2 separate regions of the Anser cygnoides genome follow, and region 1 is linked to region 2. A link is a contact called in public Hi-C data. All regions are on one chromosome and are shown on one strand. Each heading gives the region's core, a stretch centred on a gene start, on an enhancer-like site or on the middle of the called end of the contact. The rest is flanking DNA. Distances are from core to core; before and after follow the strand shown. Region 1 overlaps FIGN (fidgetin, microtubule severing factor). Region 2 holds the start of FIGN (fidgetin, microtubule severing factor).

Evidence for each region. Hi-C and Micro-C count contacts between places; a contact is called where the count stands out from the background.
Region 1: a contact with region 2 is called in a Hi-C map of liver, with 1.8 times the contacts expected there. The contact joins the enhancer-like site here to the promoter of FIGN in region 2. A contact is called at or near these places in 2 of 7 Hi-C or Micro-C datasets (both in liver).

Annotation. Positions count from the first base shown.
Region 1 is chr6:23,701,605-23,708,397 of Taihu_goose_T2T_genome, reverse strand. All of the region lies in intron 1 of FIGN (fidgetin, microtubule severing factor), which reads right to left. Among named protein-coding and RNA genes, the nearest start is that of FIGN, 84 kb to the right of the region's middle. Within about 2 kb of position 3,152, at least 3 of the 3 cell types and tissues checked have open chromatin away from gene starts, as enhancers often do. A contact at or near this core is called in liver, where this site is marked.
Region 2 is chr6:23,615,440-23,622,154 of Taihu_goose_T2T_genome, reverse strand. It overlaps FIGN (fidgetin, microtubule severing factor), which reads right to left and starts at 1,321. Exons shown (of 2, transcript XM_013171345.3): 1 at 818-1,321.

The sequences.
Region 1 (6,793 bases), core at 1,903-4,402, 84 kb before region 2:
AGCTTCTAAAGACTTATGAAACAGAAATAAGGAGAATGAATAGTCAAGCAAGCAAAGGCTAACTGTCATATTTTGCCAGCAGAAGCAGGTTTGATCTATCGGCCAGCCAAGCAGCAGCCCACAGACACAGATGACATGGACAGGAGCTATTACATAAACACCCCACAGGACTTCCCAGAATGCTGCCCACCTCAGCGGTATCGGTTTCTCTGTGGCAGCAGTCCGTAAGCACAAAAACATTCTCAGTTCTGTGCCCCGTCTTTACAGCATAATCACATTGATGCACTATCATCGCATACCACAAGTAAAAACATTTATGCAGGTCTGTGTCACAGCCATTCTATATGCAGAATTGGTCTCATTTGTGATTAATTGCAGTTTATCTTTAAAATATTTTACTATTATTCATTTGTTGATGACACTTTCCTATACCAACTAGAAAACACACTAAGGAAGACAATAATTGGAGTGAGTTTTCATTTCACCTACTATTAATGCTTCCACTTCCTAGGCTTTATATTTTTAAGCTGTTCCCTTCAAGTACCTCTGAACATACCATGCTTTTAAAGGTCCTAGCATATTTTGTCATTGCCAAACAAATAAGGCAATAATAATTTCTGAGACAATACTCAGAAGAACAGTAATTGCAAACGAAAGTAAGCATAACTTAAACTAACAAAAAAAACAATCACCTACTTTTTATAGCAGAACACACTTACAGGTATAGTGTATTTTGCATGGATGTAATATACCATGCAATCTGCAATTTATGCCTATATAAACACGTCCATCAGTATAACTACTGCACGATAACTGTAGTGATTCTGAGAATTAAAATATTTACAGCGTAAAATATAGTCATAAATAAATAGAGTTTGGCCACTTAGCACAAGTATTTATATATATTTCTAAAACCAGAATAGCTTAGACCTGGAGCATGATTCTGCTCTCACTGAAGTGCTTACTTCAAGTCTCCAGTAAATCTAACTGAAGTACAGAAGTAAGCAAAATAATACTCTTTTTTTTTTTTTTTTTTTTTTGAAGAAGAAAGCAACAGAAATAGCCTTTTCTTTGGTACCCCTTTCAGAGCCTGAGTTTGGGGCACGATTTCCTTGAAAGAGCATAACACAGACCCTTAAAAGAGGAGCAGATAAAATACACTCCCTGCTTTGCTGTATATTTCATGTAATCTACTGCAGCAGGTGAAATACAGAATGCTGAACTTGTTTTTTAGGAAGTAAATGAGAGGCAAAGAGGCAAAAGGAAATAATTTCCAGCACTAGGGAGGGACCATCACATGGAACATTCAGATCCTGAACTAAACTGTTCTGGGAAAAAAAATATTAGTATCTGAAAATGGTAATTTTCAAATATTCAAATCTATAATTTTTCATTTTCTGTTATTAATTGTGATTCAGAAAATTCTTTCATTTTACAGAATTGTTTTCATTCATACTTAGAACTATTGCTTGCTTTCTCACTGTAAGTAAAGCATTTTAAAAACCTTTTTTTCATGTATCTTAAATCCATTACGACAATTTCCTTCTTACGCTCACTTCCTTTTGTCAAATGAAGATCATCGGGACATACCACACGTCCATAGGGACAGTGGAGCTAATGAATATGTATGTTTTATGTCACAACACAGCACTCCCCTTGTTCTGCAGTATCGACCTTCTCTTATGTGAGTAAATAACAGGTGAGCACTTGTGCATGAGGATAAATGGGGTTAAAACTACCATAAAGGGACATACTTTATTTGAACAAACTGGGTGCACAATAAATAGAGATTTAGGTGATGCTGAATTATTTTTTATGTCATGCCATTCCAAAACGTTAGAAAATAGTCTTGCTCTAAAACACACGAACAAGTTTCATAACAAAAGTTATTTAAAATATATTTCCATCCAATTAACAGCAGCAGCACTCTGTATAAATCTCTATTTATTCCATGACATTATATCTTTCAATTTATTTTTCAATCACCATGCTTTAAGAATATATCTATATATCTATATATATATATACATATATATATATATGTATTTATTTCCTAGCTTTATATAGCCAGGCAAGGTTAATTTCAGAGATTTATACAGCCAGGTCTATTCTCACAAATATGAAGGCAAAGATCAATTTCAGGAAGTTTCAAATAACCGTAGTCAGGTTTGACCCAATATGCCTAACTAACTAGAGTAAAAACGCCAATTTATATGGGCCAACAGCACGATGCTCAGCCTGTAACCAGGAATACTGCTTTCCTTTTAAGGTGCTTATTCCAAAACCTATCAGCACAGGAAAGGTATGAACAGTTGCTTTACTGAGATTAGAGTACCTCTGCTAATTAGCTAAATGAGAACAAATACTGATTAAATGTATATATAGAAGTAATCTGATACTTGAGAAAAAAAAATCCCTCTTAAGATGACTCCAGAGTGTACAAAGCCTTTGCAAAATTTGTTTGTTATTTATGCATTTTGCTTTTTGGCAATCTGCACATTAATTTTTAATGAAATAGTAAAGAGATGTTGCGTCTCACACTTCAATAAAAATATTCTATAGCCAGGACTGGGTGACATAGTGCATTAATTCAGTGTCCTTCACTCCTGGGACCTGCGTATAATTTAGTCCAGCCTGAAGAAAATAACTTTGATCTGAAGGCTGTGGAAAAAGCTACATATGAAATGAGTTTTGGTGGGTTTAGTGTTGTTTCTTATATACAAGACGACATATGAAGATAAACTGCTTTAGCACGCTCCTGACGTGGCCCGGGATTAGGAGCGGAGAGCTCTCAGCAGAGCTCCACCACGCGCTCTCTCCCATCCCCGCTGCCCCAGACACAACCACACACATTTCTTTCCACTGTAAGCAGCGCAGAGCGGCGAGAGCTGGCGTTCACCGTCTTCCCAAAACGCAGTAGTACCCCGCGTGAAAGGACTGTATTATCAAGCTATGTACTCACTCTGTCTCTCCGCTAAAAAACAACAACAAAACCAACGTATGTATTTCAACATGCGAGATGACTTTGCAAGAAGGGCTGATGTTATCCCAGGGAACCTGAGATTTCCTCCCCAAGCCAGGGAACACCTTAGCCAAGTCATCAGGACTGTACTAATCATGCTCACAGGGAAAACTGAGCTCCGGCACGGCTCCTGCCTAGGCTTGGCTGTGCATGCAGCTGACCCTTCCTTTCCTTCCTGCTCCCCCCAAAGCAGAGAAACAAGATTAAAAGCAGAAGCATAACCAAAGACCTGACATTCTAGAAACACTAAGCTAAGCTAAATCTTTTTCCCACTTAAACCTTTCAATTATTGTATTCCACAAATTCCGAAGATTCTTTCTCGCTCATTCAGTAAAATGTATCTGATTTAGCTACTGAAAAAATGGAATATAACTTTTTTTTTTTTCACGCTCTTAGTTTAGGACTGACTCTACTGTTTCCTGAGCATTTGAAAGGAACTAAAGGAACTATGTAGATTGTTTAGTTAGCTTGACAAATTATCCAGGGAAGGGAGAGAGAAGGAACAAGGAATTTTCTATAGACAAATATAGAAATATCTCTATGGATATACCTTTATATATTTTACACACATGTGCATAAGTGAGAGAATGCCTTAGCTAAGAAATTTCACTCTGTGTATGCTGATATTTTCACCTTTTTACTGGAGAGAGTGGGAGGGAAAAGCAACTAATGTCTCGTGATATGTTGGTTTTCCTTTCTCAAAAAGAGCAAAGTTCATCCTGCAACAGGAAAAGTTGAGCCAGGTCTTGAAACACACCGTATGTCACAGAGTGCACATGCGTTTCAAGGAGTAGAATAGAATAATGCTCTGGCTTTAAAAACAGAAAGAAATGATAGAACTTAGCTGATAAAACGTCACATTCCTCTGCAGCTATCACACAAATTCAGCCTTTTCTGTAAACAGCCTTTAAGAGAACAAAAATCTAAGCCTTGCAATGATGATATCAATAACTGGCTGAACCCCACTGATAGCTTAAATAACAATAAACTGTGTTATTTTTCTGTAATTTTGTCCATATTGTAATGGTATAGGTAGTGACCGAATGATGAAATAGTTTTAAAACTTGCTTCAGGGTACAGAAGTCAAGCTCTGCTGATTAGCATCTCAAAGCTCACTACAGGCACACATTTGTATAGCTGAATAATGACACTTGCGTTTGTATGATTTAAAGAAAAAAACAAAACAACAACAACAAAACCACAACACTATTTTACTTGATGTTTTATGATGCACACTGATGGAAGTCCCTTCACAAAATATACGGGATGTCACAGCTAACTGTAAGAATCTCAAAGTGAAGGTAGAAAGGTAACATCACAAAAAAAGCCAAAAGGTTTTTGGTGTCAATATTTGATGCCCAGCTTACAAGGTTCATGAGTTTCTCCTGTCACTTATCTGGTTTAAAGCCACAAGAACCACTGAAGTTGATAATTTATTGTGAAGGAGGTAAATGTGCCCCCCTTTTTACCTTTTTTTTTTTTTTTTTGGCAACAATTAATAAGCAGCAGATTATGCAAATAATATTTAGTCCAGCATTTGGATTTTGTGTAATGTTTAATAAAAAAAAATCAAAGAAAATATACATAAATGCACATGTAGTTATATTTCATTAAACTATAGACAGAGAGTTCTGGTATTTGCTGCACTAGCTCAGTTTCTAATTTATTTCCTTTGTCTAATAAGGTGGCTTTGAATCTTTATTGAATTTGAACCTTTCTAAAATTTGCTGTCAACTGAATGGACATAATTCTGAGTTCAATCACACTCGAGACAGCAGCACCACATCTTCTATTTGCATTCCTCTTTTGTAATTTCTCAACTCATATCTTATTACAAGATTTTAGTTACAAAACTCTCCATCCAATTTTATGTTGAACAATATTATAAAAGTGCATCCACATGAATTTAGTATAAAAATGATATACACTATCATCAGGAACACTACAATTATGCTAAATATTAAACAACTATCAACTTAAATTCTTTTATTTTTCTTTTTTTTTTCTTTTTTTTTTTTTAATTAACATTTCTCATTTCATCCAGAATGTGTAAATACACAGGAAGGACTTAAAGAAAGGTTATAATTATTACAGCTATACCCATTTGGCAGCAAAAACTAAGTTCAGAAACTAGAAAATCTTTGCTGAAGTATTTGACAATGATAGTACAAGTTTATGAAGCTTGGTTTGTATTTCAGAAAAAAAAAAAAGTAGAACATAAAAGGAAAATAAATGGGTTGAATTATAAGGTACTGTGAAGATTTACAGATACAACAATTGAAAGGTGGATTCCAGTAATCAGAGGAATGCATAACCTCTGCAAAACAGGTAGGAGTGTATCATTTTAATTTTCTCTCTTATTGCTTTATATTCTTATGCAAGGGGAGCAGAGGAAATCTAAATATGACCCTACTTAGATATATTAGCTGAAAAGCCGTTGTAGAATTCTTAAGCAAACTGGATTGTGCTTCCAATGCTGCCCATCTAGTTTTCCAATGTGTTAAATTGGACGACTACTTGGACAGTTCTCTATTCATTACTGAACTGTGGAAAGGAAACACAGAGGTGGCATTTTCCTTTTCAACCATGTAATGCCTTGTAGCCAGATTCCAAAGCATCAAGGATTCTTTCTTTTTTTTTTTTTTTTTTTGCTAGACAAGCTGTCGTAATTGAAATGAAGTCTAATCAGACTCATTACTGTTTTCAGCAATTTGCACCACCAAAGATGCTTATTAGGTAACAGTGTTTAATAAACCGCTCTTTAGAAAACTACCAGTAATGAGCTCTTAACAGCCAATCTTTAGCGTGAATGTAATGTGAAAAGTGTTCCTAGCGCTGAATAGATTTTCACATTTAGTAGTGTCATAATTAAGCTCAAGGAATTGGTAGCTGTGATGATAGATTTACTGCAATATAGTATTTTTTTTCCTGAAAATATATTTGAAAATACTTGGGGTTCAATAATATTTCTGGAGCAAACATTAAAACTACACAAAAGACTGTACTAGACTGGCTTAGCTCTGTAAATCAGAGATTATTTGGGGAATGCATGGAGTATTGTAAATCAGGTACCATCCACCAGACATGCATAAAGTTAATTCCACCTAGCTTTGTTTGACTGCTCTTCCATCACCTAACAATTTCCAGTCATTAATATACAAATAATAAATGTTGTTGTCATCAGCTGAATGATAATGAACAAAAATGACCATTAAAAAGAGGTACTTGAAGAAACACTTGTCAGTTCTCCTTCCCCACTAACAGCTGAAAATCCTTGAGAAAAAAAACAGCAAATTGCTTGGTTTCAAAATAGAATAAGTATAATAATATATATTTACACATACGCACACACGTATACACAACTAATGCTGTCTTCCCTACAAATTTAAAATATCATTACTTCCTAGTACCTATTTTGCGCCCCCCAAAAGTTCATAATGCAAACACCACAGCTCTAAAAATGTAACATTGTGAAATATATTATTAATAAAACACAGCTTTCAGCAAGAGGTAAGTTTTCATCAATAGAAAGTTCAATTTAACTAGACGTATACCTCACTGCACTAGTCATATCAATACTAGTACCTGACAAATGCTGAAAGAGGCAAAAAAAGAAAATAAATTGCATGTATAAGCTCCAGCTAATTAAATATCCAGAGTGAATCCTCAGGAATAGCCACCATTCTCTCACCAGATTGATTTGAGCCTGACATAATATTTAAAGTTATCAATAAGAAATGACCAAGACTACTTTTTTGTCTCCCACTAGGA
Region 2 (6,715 bases), core at 72-2,571:
AACGTGGGCCCTTTCGTCAGGTATTCATTTAACCTACATGCATATAATTAAGTGGGAAAGCAACATCAACAAAAAGGGGATCTCAGATCACAAGAGAAGAAAGAAAGGGGGAAAAAAAAGCACATGACCAGGAATGCAAGTCCATGTCAATTTCACTCACTCCCATTGAAACTAACAAGAGCTCCAGGGAGGATAGTAATAGGATCAGTGGATTGTATATACCATTAAATTATACATCTTTCTCTCCCTTCCGAGCCAACAATACGCCCACCACGCTGTACCCCCTCCAAGATGATGTGCTTACATTTTACTGCAACAGCTCCTCTGACATATCCGTGCCCCCCCAGCCGAGACACAGCAATTTAAACCCAACTTTTGTTTTGCGAGCTTCTTATTTGCACTTATTTGCTCCGAAGTTAGTTGTCTCAAAGTCCAGCCCCGCCGTACCGGCAGTTTATTATTTTTAATGCAACTTGAAAATAAATCCAATTAGGAGGAGGAGGTGGGGAGGGAGCTTGCGATCGCCAACTCTTAATCTGCCTACTATTGTTGGCAATGACCAAGGAGGAAAAACCATGCACTGCGATTGTATAGCTGGACTTTCCAGACTACGATTAGGAAAGCAGAGCGGAGTATTTAACATCAAAAAACGACCGCGAATTAGACAAAATACTTCGGGCACGAGCGGGCGCTTAAAAAATACACGGCTGTCTCGGAGAGCTTTGAGATTAAATAAAATTTAAACCGGTGGTAGGAACACCGAAAAAAAAAAAAAAAGAGAGAGAGAGAGAGAGAGGAGAGGGAGAGATCCTCTTACCTGGAGATTTGGTACGAGCACCCGATAGGTTAGAGTAGCATCGATCCGATGTGTTTGCTGATGAATGGGGGCTCGGGTTAAGTGAAGGTGCCTATGATTTGAAATCATTCCAAGTTTTTGAAGGGAAGACTGACTGCAGCCTCTGCCATGTTGGAATTTCAAACCCAAAACAGCTGCTTTGCAAGGAGCCAGCATGCCAGCAGCTGGACGCCTGCGCAGAGCGCCGCCGAGCCAAATTCAAATCACTTTCACGCGAAGAGCCAAAGATCAGTTTTCAAAGGGGGAGCGGCGCGGGGGGTGGGGGCGCTCCGCGGTCCTGCGCGCCGGGGCCGCTGCTTCCCGCGGGGGGCTGCGGGACGGCCGCGCCGCGGCCTCGCTCCCGCTCCCCGCGGCGGCGGGACGGGGGCTGCGGGCTGCCGGCTGCGGCGGGGCTCCCTCCGGGTGCGGCGGAGCTCGGCGGCCCGGGGGAGGGCCGGGGCCTAGCGGTGGCCCGCGGCCGCGGGGCAGGGAGCCAGCGGCGGAGGTCGCCCGTCCGCCCCGCCGCGGCCGCCTCGGGCCGGGGCCGGAGCCGGGGGGGAGCCCGGCCCGGCCTGCGCGGCTCCCCCCCCCGCCCCGCCGCCCGGCCTCTGCGCCTCGGAGCCGGGTGTCGCTGGCCGCCGCCGCCTCCCGCCCGAGGAAAATGGCCGGGGCGAGGTACCCCGGCGCCGGCGGGCTGGTCCCGGCCGGGGCGGCGGCGAGCGCCACGCGGGCTCGCACCGTCTCCGCGCTTCTGCCCGGGAGATCCGGCGGCTGCCCGCGGGGGCTCGGCGGCGAGCGGCCGCGGCGAGACGTTCCCGGTAGCCGGCAATGGCTGAGGGACCCCGGCAGCCACACCTCCCTCTGCCCGCGCGGCCCCGGCCCCGGCTCCGGCTCCGGCTCGGCGGGGGAAGCCGCCCCGGCCCGCAGCTGCCGGGGACTCCCCTCGCCTGAGAGGAATTCCCCGGGGGGCTCTTAGACGGGGCTCCCCAGCCTCGTCGTGCCGGTAGGGAAGGCGTGAAGTGGCCACGCAGCACGAATCGGGCCCTCCCTCTCACACACCGGCTGTGCTCTCTGGCAAACGGGTCTTCCTACGGCTCACCCCGCCGAGGCCCAACGCTGGGCCCACTACATGGGGGCACCCTGCCCAGCCGGGGCACCCCGCCACCCATACACACGGCCGTGACTGCATCAGTCGGAAGGGGGGTGAGGGCTGCACTCGAGGCTCACCGCATTCCTGGCTTCACACCCCAAGCGGCTTTCAGGGCGTTTTTACCTCTTCATGTAACGAGGGGCCACGCCACGCTGTCTGGGTGCTGTAAGTGGGCTCTGGGTTGCGGTGCTCCCGGAGCCTCACTGCCTCTCCTCTTGGTCCTGCTGAGGCGTTACGGATGCCTGGGAGGGGTGTCTGTCCATCCTGGATGTGGAAGAGCTGTATTACATTTTCTTAGGAAGACACGCTAGGAGTATGTGTTGTGGAGGAGGCAGAGGAGACCAGTTGCAGGGGATTAGCATCTGGAGGAAGGGGAATGGGCTGGTTTTCTTGAAAGTAATACAGTAGGCCTAAACAAAGCTCAGTAGTTGCCAGTAGAAGCTGCTGTGACCTGTCTCAGCCAATCCCTATTCTACCAGGTAACATAAGAGGAAAACTGAGCAGGAAGCCCTGATTCATGTGGTCCATGAAGCTATTCAGTCAAGTCAAAATGATTTTCAATAGCTGAAGACTCTTCTGGGAGACCAGGACTCCCCAGGTGACAAATCTGTGCCTAGAGATTGGAAATGAAAGGACATAGCAACATAGCTAGACAAACTTCTGCTTATTGAGGATACTGAAGATGTTCCTGGCTCACATGGGATATCACTGGGGTTGCTCCATGATGAAAGTGTTGCTAGTGCAATGACAAGGTGTCCTGAAGCAAGGAGATGCTTCTAGAGTGGTACAGTTTATACTGTTGAAACTGCTTTTGCTTCCCATTATCTCCCAGCCAAAACAAGACATACATGTGAAAACACAATTCAACTGAGTATTGGCATATATAGAGGTATGCTTAGAACGTGCAGCTTTGACCAACATAGCGATAGTAACAGAAGTCTATAGAAATCACTTTTAGGCATCCTCCGAGAGCAGCCAGCAGACAAGAACCCACACAACATCCAACGTGGCCCTGTCTGCAGTGTGCTGTTCAGACAGCTTTCCCCTGCCCTTCGCAGCAGGTAGCTACAAGCAGCAGGCCCTCGGTCTGGAGCAACCTGTTACCAGTGCAGCTGGCCATCCATCCTCCCTTGTGCAACAGCTTGTGGCTATTAAGTGGCAGCTTTGGCATCAACACAAGGAAGTAACAGTTCCAAATGCAGGTAATGCATCAGCAGCTTCTGGTGTTCACTCATTTGACCAAAGTACACGTATTATACTTTGTAGTCTCTGATGCTGAAATCTGCCGCGCAGCATATTGCTGTTGCCAGCACCGAAAATAAGAAGTCACAATCCCAAGGTCATGAGATTGGGCTAAAAATCAGACCATTAAACATAAAAATGATTCCTTTTGTCTTTGCTCTTTTATACATTAGGGTTTCTTTTCCCATTTTTCCCCCAAACCATGACATTGTATACTTTTTTCCTCAATTGAAAGATGAGTTTTTTACACAATTACAGAGCTCCACAACTTGTAGTTGTATGAAAACAACAGCAACTATCATAAGGCATAGGGTGTCAAAATTATTAGATGAGCACCAGTGCTTTTGAAATTTTCTCACCAGTGAAGAATACATTTATCAATCTTGGTATTGCATTAACCTCAGTATTTTCATTTTATATACCTATATTTTTCTTCCCTTAAGGCTTCTCATGCCACATTAAAATAGCCGGAGTTGAAACAATAGCCATGCAGTATATGTTTGTATGGGTTGACATTCATCTCTGTGCAGAAGGTCAGCATAAGGCTGACGTACCACATTAAGTCCTTATTTTGAGCTCTGAATTAGACTGAAGTGAAGGCCTTGTTCAGCTCATCGGTACATGGATGAATTCTACTCTTTGTTTAAAATGCCACCAAATAGTCCTTATCCTTTTGAAAGGGAAATTCTCACAGACTTTCAAACTGGGAATGTTACTTTGAGCCTATTTCAAGATCCAGGTGAAACGTTCACAATGAAATTCAAAACCACATGAAACTTGCCTGGCTTCGGGTTTTGTTACAAACTCCAAACTCAGACCAGGCTCCTTGAAAGGTTCACATACCTTTTCAGCAAATCTAGATTAATAACATTGAAACAATTTGAATTGTGAAAACAAAACAAAATAACCAAAAATCCCAGAAAAAAAAAGAACAACATCTAACAATGCTACCACATCAGTTCTCCCAGCGATGCTGATGTGATGCATGCATTGCAGCTACTACTTAGTATATCTTGTAAAGGTTTTTAAGAGCTATAATGTAAATAGCGGTGTTCTGTGAAATAGTCTTTACATTAAGTACATGGATTTTGTTTGTATATGAGAGTAAGTTTTCCAAGTTCAACAGGGTCTGTGTTCCCCTCATGCACTGGCAGTGCAGACTCAGGGCTGGGTCTCCCACCTGCTTTGCTCCCTCTGTGCTGGGGAATCCCTTCATTCTGCCACTGCTGGACTTCATGGGACAAATGTAGCTATAATTGTCTGCCAGGATGAGCTGCAATAAATGACCCACAAGTGTTCTTTTATTGGAGGTGTAGTCATTTGTGAACATACAAACAAATTATTCTCATCTTTTGTTAGGAGCACAAAATTTTCAAGAGAAAATTTTCAATTTTCAATTTTCAACCCAAATCAGATATTTCAACTTTCCAGATCCTCCCCAAGCAGCTGAAGTGGCTCCAGATCCTATGTCCTGACACATTTCCAGAATGTGCATGGCAGTACAGACCTTCACAGGCCTCTCTCATCAGATGGGAAATGCTCCTTCATCTCTCTGGTTTGGTCAGTCACAGAAACCTGTCTCTTTAGCTAGAGGTTCAGTCTGTTCCCCAGAAGAATCACACCGCTGCCTTGTTGAGTGTCAGCTTGAGTGTGATGGCTGCTTCGGCTTGCTGGAGCTGAGAATCCCAAGAAGCAATGACACCTGCATGGGCCTTACAATACGTGCAAAAGTGGATTGGAAGGAATTGTCTCTTTCTTGCATATAGGCAAATAACATCTTGTTGAACTGATGTCCTAAAAAAGCCCTATAGCAAACAATGGGACGATGGTCAAACACAGAGAGGGAATGCATTGCAAATTTCCACAAAATGTTACACATTGCTTCCAGGTTCTTCCCAGGCAGTTGCAAGGGATGAATTCCTCCCTTCCAGCTGTACTGCTGTCCTGCACAGTTTGACTGAAGCTTCAAACATGACCAAGTCCTAGGTCAGTGACTAAGCCAGGAACACATAATGTCTTCTTTGACTCTTTCAGCACACAGTGTGCCAGCTAAGGTACTAACAGGTAGTAATATCACAAAATCACTTGACTGTAGGCCATACTAAATATTACTTCTGCTTGTGTCAGAAATTAAAAGATTTGTGTAGATCACCTTTGTCCACCGATGTCCATAATGACTTCTTGCATATTTGCTGTGCTGATAAAAAAAAAAAAAAAAAAAAAAAAAAAACTGTAAAAATGTAACTATTTGGGGCTAGATTCTGGGGTTTTGAAGTATAGCATTTCCAATATTTTTGTTCTCTTGTTTATTCATTTCCAAGTCTGTGGAATGGGGACTGAGTCCCCTTGATTTCACTGAGATTTCGAGTCAGAACTTTATTGGTCACTTTTGGTTGTTTTGTTATTTGATGCTTTTGGCATCACAAAGCTATTGGTCTCTGAAGTCACTTCCATTTTCCATTTTAGTCCTAGAGGAGAAATTGTTCACAATATCCAACAAAAATATTCATTTAGCAAGTGCCCTGTGTAACACAATATATAGATGTTTGTCATATAAACATCTGACAAGACCTATACCTTCTGGCATTTCTTGAATTTTGAGTGCTTAATATTTTTACTTTGGTAGCAAATGCATTTTTTAAACAATTTCTCTTTCTCTCTCTCTCTCTCTCTCTCTCTCTCTCTCTTTTTAAGCAAACATTAATACAGAAAGTCCCTTCTGGAGAACTAGGGGAAGGAGTTGAACATTTTTAGGGTTTTTGTTGTCCATCTTCCTTTATTTTTCACTGTGTTATTTATTAACCAGATAAGAACCACACTAATCCCTGCCATTTGCCTTAACAGATATATCAATGTGTTGTTTTAATCATTTGAAATAGCCTATTCCCATTTAAATTAGAGGAAGATGAGCTGACCACTCGAGACCAGTAGGCTGCAGAAACATTTGACTGTGACAATGGAATACCAAGGCTCAGAAATGACAGTTGCACACCTATTATTTCTCTTTTTCCTGTCTCTAAATCCTTACAAATATTATCTTTGCCTTGGTGTCTTTCGTATTTCCTCCCTCATTCCATATCTCAATCACAATCCTTCCCATTTGCCCCCATATCTAGTACCAGTCTTACTCACAAGTCCTTCTCCTAAACCACATTTTATGACCTTTGACTTGTGCATTTTTCCTGTGCCCAAACACATTTTCCTTTTTTTTTCCCCTTCCGTGATGGTGTCCCTCTTCTGCATTCTAGTCAAGCCGATTCTTATTCCATGTTGTCCGGTGATTGCAGGAAGAAGGCCAGGAACATCTGATAGACACCTTTATTCTCTTTGTATTTAGTACCACTGGCAACTGAAAAGAGAAATCTGAGAGCAAGTCCTGCTCAGATCTGCAAGCCCCAGGAAAGAATACATCCACTGCAGACAGAATCTTTGAAGAAGCTAGTAAATGAAATATGCAAACAATTTTGCAGAGGATCAGGTTTCTCCAG